Linked DNA regions of Mus musculus: region 1 is linked to region 2. Evidence: chromatin contacts called from public Hi-C data. All regions are on one chromosome and are shown on one strand. The core of a region is the stretch at or near the end of the contact, and the rest is flanking DNA. Distances in the headings are between cores, read along the strand shown.

Region 1 (3,301 bases), core at 469-2,968, 170 kb before region 2:
GAGAGAAAAAGGACCTGAGGGTGGGGGTGGGAAGAAGGAAGGAAACTGGACTGAAGTATGAAGAAGTTTATAATAATGTATTCTACTGTTGTCAGTGGTAACAAATGCACCAGGATGATTCAAGAGCCGAACAGGGGAAGCTCTGGCACGTGAGCAGGAACTCTGTATATCTATCTGTAGAGCGGTTCTAGACTGTTATTTAAACTTGTGGAGCAGTTATATAAAGTTTAAATAAGTTACTTCGAGGTCTAAGTGAGATGATAGCAGGATGAAACGATTTAGAGCAGTGTGTGGTAATATATACAGATTCTGTTTACCATCACCACCTTGTTCTTTAGCTTAGGGCATCTTTGTGGTTACAGCTGAATCTCACTGCCTTGCTCTTCTGCATATCGGTTTTGGGGTTAGCATGTCAACAGAGCGGTATCCCCAATGCTGTATTCTTAAAGGAGGAAACAGCAAGACTGTAAAGATTCATGAGAAAGCAAGGCCAGAACTTAAGAACCCCTCCCTTTTTAAAAATGTATATGAGTGTTGTACTTGCATGTATGTCTGCGTACCATGTGTGTGCCTAGAGCCTAGGTTGGTGACAGGAAGGTCTTAGATCCCCTAGAACTGGAGTTATGGATGCTGTAAGCCACCATGTAGGTGCTGGGAACTGAACTCATATCATCTGCAAGAATAAGTGCACCTTACCTCTGAGCCATCTCTCCAGTGTGAAAGTTCTTAACTTTAGTTTCCTGCTTTGCAAGAGGCAGTGACTGAGCGATGCCAAAGCCACGAGCCTGGCAGGGGCTTCTTTCTAAGCGCATAGACGGCTGCAATAAGATCCTGAAGTTGACGTTTTGGGTTTTAGCATATTTCTGATTAAGATCCTGGTTGTTTGTTTGCTTGTTCGTTTGATTTTGGATTTGCTGTTTTGCTGTTTGCTTGTTTCTTTGCTTTTTGAAACAGGGTCTCTCTGTGTAGCCCTGGCTGTCCTGAAACCCACTCTGTCGACCAGGCTGGCCTCCATCTCAGAGATCTGCCTGCCTCTGCCTCCCAAGTGCTAGGATTAAAGATGTGCGCCACCATACCTGGCAAGGTGTCCTATTTTTTTGTTTTGGTTTTTGACTCAGTATCTCAGGTATGTGGCACTGACTGGTGTGAAACTCACCTTTGTAGTCCAGGCTGGCCTTGAACTTGCAGCAGACTTCCTTCCTTTACCATCCAAGTGCAGGTGTGAGCTGGAACTCAGTGCCAGGCATGTGAGGCCAGGCCCTTTTCCTGATGAGCCATCTTATCAGCCCTTTTTCCTTTTTTTTTTTTTTTTTAATTTTTGAGGCCAAGGCTCAACTATGTAGCCCTGGCTGGCCTGGAGCTCAGGATCCTTCTTCAGCCGCTGGAATCCTGTGGTTATCAGTGTGGTACGCCATGCTTGGTTTCTTTATGATGCTTTCTTATTACTACTCTAAGTTAGTACACCAAGTCCCACAATGTCTCTGATGGAATATATTCACCGAGCAGCTTCAATTTGATATTTCTGTTTGGTATGAAGAACGAAAGCAATGTTTTAGTCAGGAATTGTCTTTTTCAGCAAGCAGTTCCAAGAACCAGTTCCCAAATTCCTCACTGAAAACCAAAAGGCAAATAAAATGCCTGTGATTGGGAAGTTGTCTCTCTGGAGATGCCCAGCAGAGGGCGGGAGAGCTTTCCCGGGGCTGGCTTCCGCTTCCTTGCAAGACTGGGCAGACCTGACTAGGGCCATCTGTGTTTGCAGTCTGATGATTAACAAGTACTAGAAATGAACCGAGCGTGGTGCATCAGAACCACAGTTGCTAAATGAGGAGAGAAAACGCTATAATGCCAAGTGGCCGTGTAGAGCTGTGGTCAGTAGAGCACAGGAGGGGAGGGAGGAGCAAGCGGGATGCAGGCAGGTGTCCCATGCCTGGTACCAACCAACCAAACACAGGGACTGTAGCTACAATGTCATGGGAAGCGTTTAATGATATAAAGCGTTAACTATCCCTATTTGATATATAATAATTTTGTGTATAGTTTTGTGTGTATAATTTTGAAGGAAAAACAAAAAGGCAAGGTGGCAAATGCCTGCTATGGTTGGTGAATAGGAGAAGTTTCTAGATCACTGGAATTTGACATCCTAATGGGGCTTCAGAAACCTTTCTAGAGAGAATGCCACCTAGTGCCCGGGCTAACTGCTTCCCCCTCCTTCTCTCCACTCATGGTTATTATACAGAACTTGTATACTTTGTAATTTTAAAAATAATTGTTCTGTACGTAAAAAGGTATTTCGAGAATATTTTTGTTGTTGTTCTTTGAGAGGCGGAGACAGGAGGATGAGTTCAAAACCAGCCTTTGCTACATTGCAATTTTGAGGCCAGCCTGGGTTACCTAAGACCCTATCTCAAAACAAACAGTCCAACAAACAAGCAAACCCAGGAAGGAACATTTCAAGGCTCATTGAGCTCATCTGTGAGCCTGAGTTAAGGTCCATCATCCTAGACAGTACCTGCGCGTGCGCGCAAGCATATGTGTGTGCGAGGTCCAGCAGAGGAGACCATTCATAAGGCTTTGTTCCTTCTTCTCTCCCCTACTCAGACAATGTTTTTCTATATTAATAAGTTTAAGGTTTTGGCAGCGTTTTGCATGGATGCTTGGTTTTCCTCTCTATAGATATGCATTTAATAATTTAATCAGCACTTTTATAAAAATAACTATTTATACTTTCCAGCATATGTACAAACAGTGCTGTGACAAATATTTAACATATTCTGATTATTTTACAGAACATCTTTCTAAAAATAAAATTTTCTATCATGTGTTGGTATGGTGGTGCGTACATTTAATCCCCGCACTATGGAGCCAGAGCCAGAGGCCTAAGCCAACTTCTGAGAGTTCAACACCAGCCTGAGCTACACAGAGAGTTCCAGGCCAGCCTGGGCTACATAGAGACCCCTCTCCCCCCAAATCTGGAAATAATCCGACAGAGTTATTGATTTGTTTTGTAGGTGGAGCAAAGCTTTTTCCACCCTGAGTGTGGTTTTTCGTCTTAATATTATGGAAAATATTAGTTCATCAATTAGTTGGTCCTCCAAATGTTGACAGATTTAATTGTTCAAAAATAAAAAGTATTTTACCCTTAGCATAGCAATGCACAAGTACTAGAAAGCTGCTACCTCCCACTGGTTGACACACGTTTACTAGAATTTTATTTTATTTATTTATTTGCCTAAATGCTTGAATTCTATCAAAGACAATGTATGGTGTCTGTTATTTTCCTGACAGGCATACTTTGATTATT
Region 2 (3,126 bases), core at 270-2,769:
TTTCAGGGCATGCTTAGTGAGCTGACCTTGCCCCAACTAAATTGCCATCAAGTTCTGCCCGGTAAAGTGGTCCAGTTTAAAGTCTCTAGATTGTACGGATGCAAAGATAAAACAGAATGTGGGAGAAGCTGCAGAGTGTGTATCCCTGGGCTCTAAGACTGGCTGGCTGTTTGATTTGCCTTTATCTGCACAGTGGAGTTGTTGTCCATTCTGAAGATGGGGCGTGTTTTTAAGACAATCCTAAAACATCACCTAAGCATGGTCCCAGGGAGAGCAAGCTAAAGGCCAAAGCGTTAAGAGTCAGGATTGGGGTTTCAGGAAGAGATGGGAAGCCTTGTTCAGCCAGAGTCACCCAGAAAGAGCACAGTATTGACCATGAAAGTGTGGGTGGCAGTAAGACTCTCTTGCTCCTTTGTTGGGGTGCTAGAATACATACCTCAGTGGTCACTTTCCAACACAGCGCTTATTTGACTCAGAAGAATCCTTTGGTTCACTGATTAATGGCAGCATAATGACATTCAGATCCAGCTTTTGCCATAAAGAAAATGTAAGTAGATGCAAATGAGGATTTGAACCCTTATTTTGACTCCCTTAGGTCATACCTTAGCTAGCAGAAGGTATGAAGAGCACACACCCATCCGTCTCCAATGGGCCCACACTCCTGAGTGTTTTGAGAGTGCGTATGGAGAGTGTGCCAGTTCCCTAGGGCACAGATAATGGTCCAGCAGACTGAGGGCTTAACAACAGAAATTTCTCTTATCTCAGTTCTGGAGGCTTCACATCCGAAATTGAGGCCTGGCAGGATTGCTTTCTTCAGAGAGGTTGCTTCTCTGCTTGAGTGTGGTCCTCTCTCCCCTGTCATCGTGCGGTGTTCCCTCTGTGCATGTCGCTAAATGCCCCTCCCCCCACGCCCCCGCCATGTACTGACCTCATTTTAATGTAGAGGCCTTTTTAAAGATCCTGTCTCTGATTGTAGTCTTGTTTTGAGATTCTAGAGGTTAGGACTTCAACAGATGGACTTACAAAAGGATATTTTTGTAAATATGCTAGATAAGTGTACTTTTAAGAAACCCTACTAAAGAAATAAAAAGAATCCTTCAGATTATTATGTACGTTTCCTGCCTATTATGGCATTTTTTTAACATATCTCTGTAGATTTAAACACAACCTCCTCCATTTTTGACACTATCTAGTATTCTAGATACAAATACATAAGAATTTCTGAAACAATTATTTTCTTTTTAATGCCACTTTCTGAATAGGAAAAGCATTTGTTCGGTTTCAAAATTAAAACAGCGTGAAAGGTAAATGTTTCAAAGCCTCCGGGCTCCTTCCCTGTCCTCAGAACCAACCTCTTTTATTGGTTTCTTGTGTATCTTTCCAGCATTTTCTTATGCAAATAAAAGCAAATGCAAACACGCTCTGATTTCCTCGCTTTCTTACACAAAAAGGAAGCTGCTGTTTCCCGTGCTCAGCACCTTCCATTCTAAAGACCTGAGCAGAGTTCTGGAGCAGCTTCTGCATTCAGTATTGTGGGGGCTTCCCCATTCTCTCCCAGGAGGGAGAGTGCGTGTGTGTGTGTGTGTGTGTGTGTGTGTGTGTGTGTGTGTGTGTGTTCTAGCTTTTAATGCAGCCAGTGACCCCGACAAGGTTTTTCTAATCTTCTACTTTTAAGAACTGAGGGGCAAAGAATAAACTTGCAGGTGCCATCTCTTCCCAGTGCAGATGTAATGCTAAGATAAATTCCCAGGCTGAATTCACACCACCTTTGTAGGGTTGATAGGCACTCCCAGGTTTCCGGAGGAGGGATCCTGCCATTTTGCAATCTTGCTGGCAGCAAAGGTTACTGATGCTTCACACCTTCCCCTACAGAGCGGGTGTCAGGGGCTGGAGAGATGGCTCAGTTGGCAAAGTGTTTGTAGCACACCATTAGATATCTGAGTTTGGATCTCCAGCACCCATATGAAATTTAGGAGTAGTGGCACATGCCTATGAGCCTTGTATCGGGAAGCAGAGACCAAAGGATCCCTGGAGGGCACACACACACACACACACACACACACACACACACACACAGCGGGGGCAGGGGAGAGGGAGAGGTCAATGGTGGTATATTTGTAGGTACTAGATGTCTGGGCGTTTGAACATTTAGGTAGTTTCCATTTTTACCACAGTTAGCAACATCAAGATGATGTCCTTCTAGCTAAACTGTTGATCCTATTTTAGCCATCTCCTTTAGAAAGTTCTCCATTGATGGTGTTGCTCTAGAAATACGTGTGTCTTTACCAGTGTTCATTTCTACCGTGGAAAGCTTCCTGACAAGCTGGCTACTGAGCTAGGAGGGGAACTGTCTATCATCTAACTAATGTTGCAGATGCAGGGGGCTAATAAACTTAGAAGGTCAGTCTCTGAGAGCATTTTAACTCTGATTCTAAACTGAATTAAAATCCCTTCAATGACAGCATTTCATTGTAAATTTAAATATTTCTTTCTATTATGTGTATGAGTGTGAGTTTGTGAGTGCATGTGTGAGTATGCGTGTGTGTAGGTACCTTCTAAGGCCAGAGTCATCGTATCGCCTTTAGAGCTAGAATTACAGGCAGTTATGAGCCGCTGTATGTGGGTGCTTGGGACAAACTTAGGTCCTTTGCAAAAGCAGTAAGCTCTGTTAGCCCTTGAGCCGTCTCTCCAGGCCCTGAATTGTAAATTTAGAGTGAAGGACTGTTTATGATATTTCAAATGCCTTAAACAGCAGTAATAATAAAACCTAAACTTACTACCTAAAAATAACAACAGCATGAGTTCAGCTCACGACAAAATGTTCTCTCTATATTTATTCTTTATTTCTAAAGGTTTTAATAATACTATTTTTTTTAATTTTCCCACAATTTCAGTAATTTTACCAATACCGAAAGCTATGAAAGAAAGAAAGAAAGAAAGAAAGAAAGAAAGAAAGAAAGAAAGAAAGAAAGAAAGAAAGAGGTGAGGCCTGGTATCACCAGTCTATAATCTCATCTACTCAGGGGGACTGAGGGTCACAGGTTCTAGTCCTGTCTAGGTGACATGGTGAGTTCAGACCCACACAGGACAACTTCTGAAGCTTTTGTCTCAATTAATTTAAAAATT

The links. Hi-C and Micro-C count contacts between places; a contact is called where the count stands out from the background.
Region 1: a Hi-C map of bone marrow-derived macrophages shows a contact between it and region 2, with 53 read pairs. The contact joins two enhancer-like sites. A contact is called at or near these places in 3 of 484 Hi-C or Micro-C datasets (bone marrow-derived macrophages and cortical neurons), 8 of 115 datasets of contacts at active chromatin or transcription factors (CD8 T cells, SST interneurons, bone marrow-derived macrophages and 5 more) and 1 of 9 other capture datasets (bone marrow-derived macrophages).

The regions. Positions count from the first base shown.
Region 1 is chr2:71,038,323-71,041,623 of GRCm38.p6, reverse strand. All of the region lies in intron 1 of Mettl8 (methyltransferase like 8), which reads left to right. Among named protein-coding and RNA genes, the nearest start is that of Mettl8, 16 kb to the left of the region's middle. Within about 2 kb of position 1,718, at least 44 of the 459 cell types and tissues checked have an H3K27ac peak or open chromatin away from gene starts, as enhancers often do. A contact at or near this core is called in bone marrow-derived macrophages, where this site is marked.
Region 2 is chr2:70,869,409-70,872,534 of GRCm38.p6, reverse strand. No RefSeq gene overlaps it. Among named protein-coding and RNA genes, the nearest start is that of Gm39842, 32 kb to the right of the region's middle. Within about 2 kb of position 1,519, at least 22 of the 459 cell types and tissues checked have an H3K27ac peak or open chromatin away from gene starts, as enhancers often do. A contact at or near this core is called in bone marrow-derived macrophages, where this site is marked.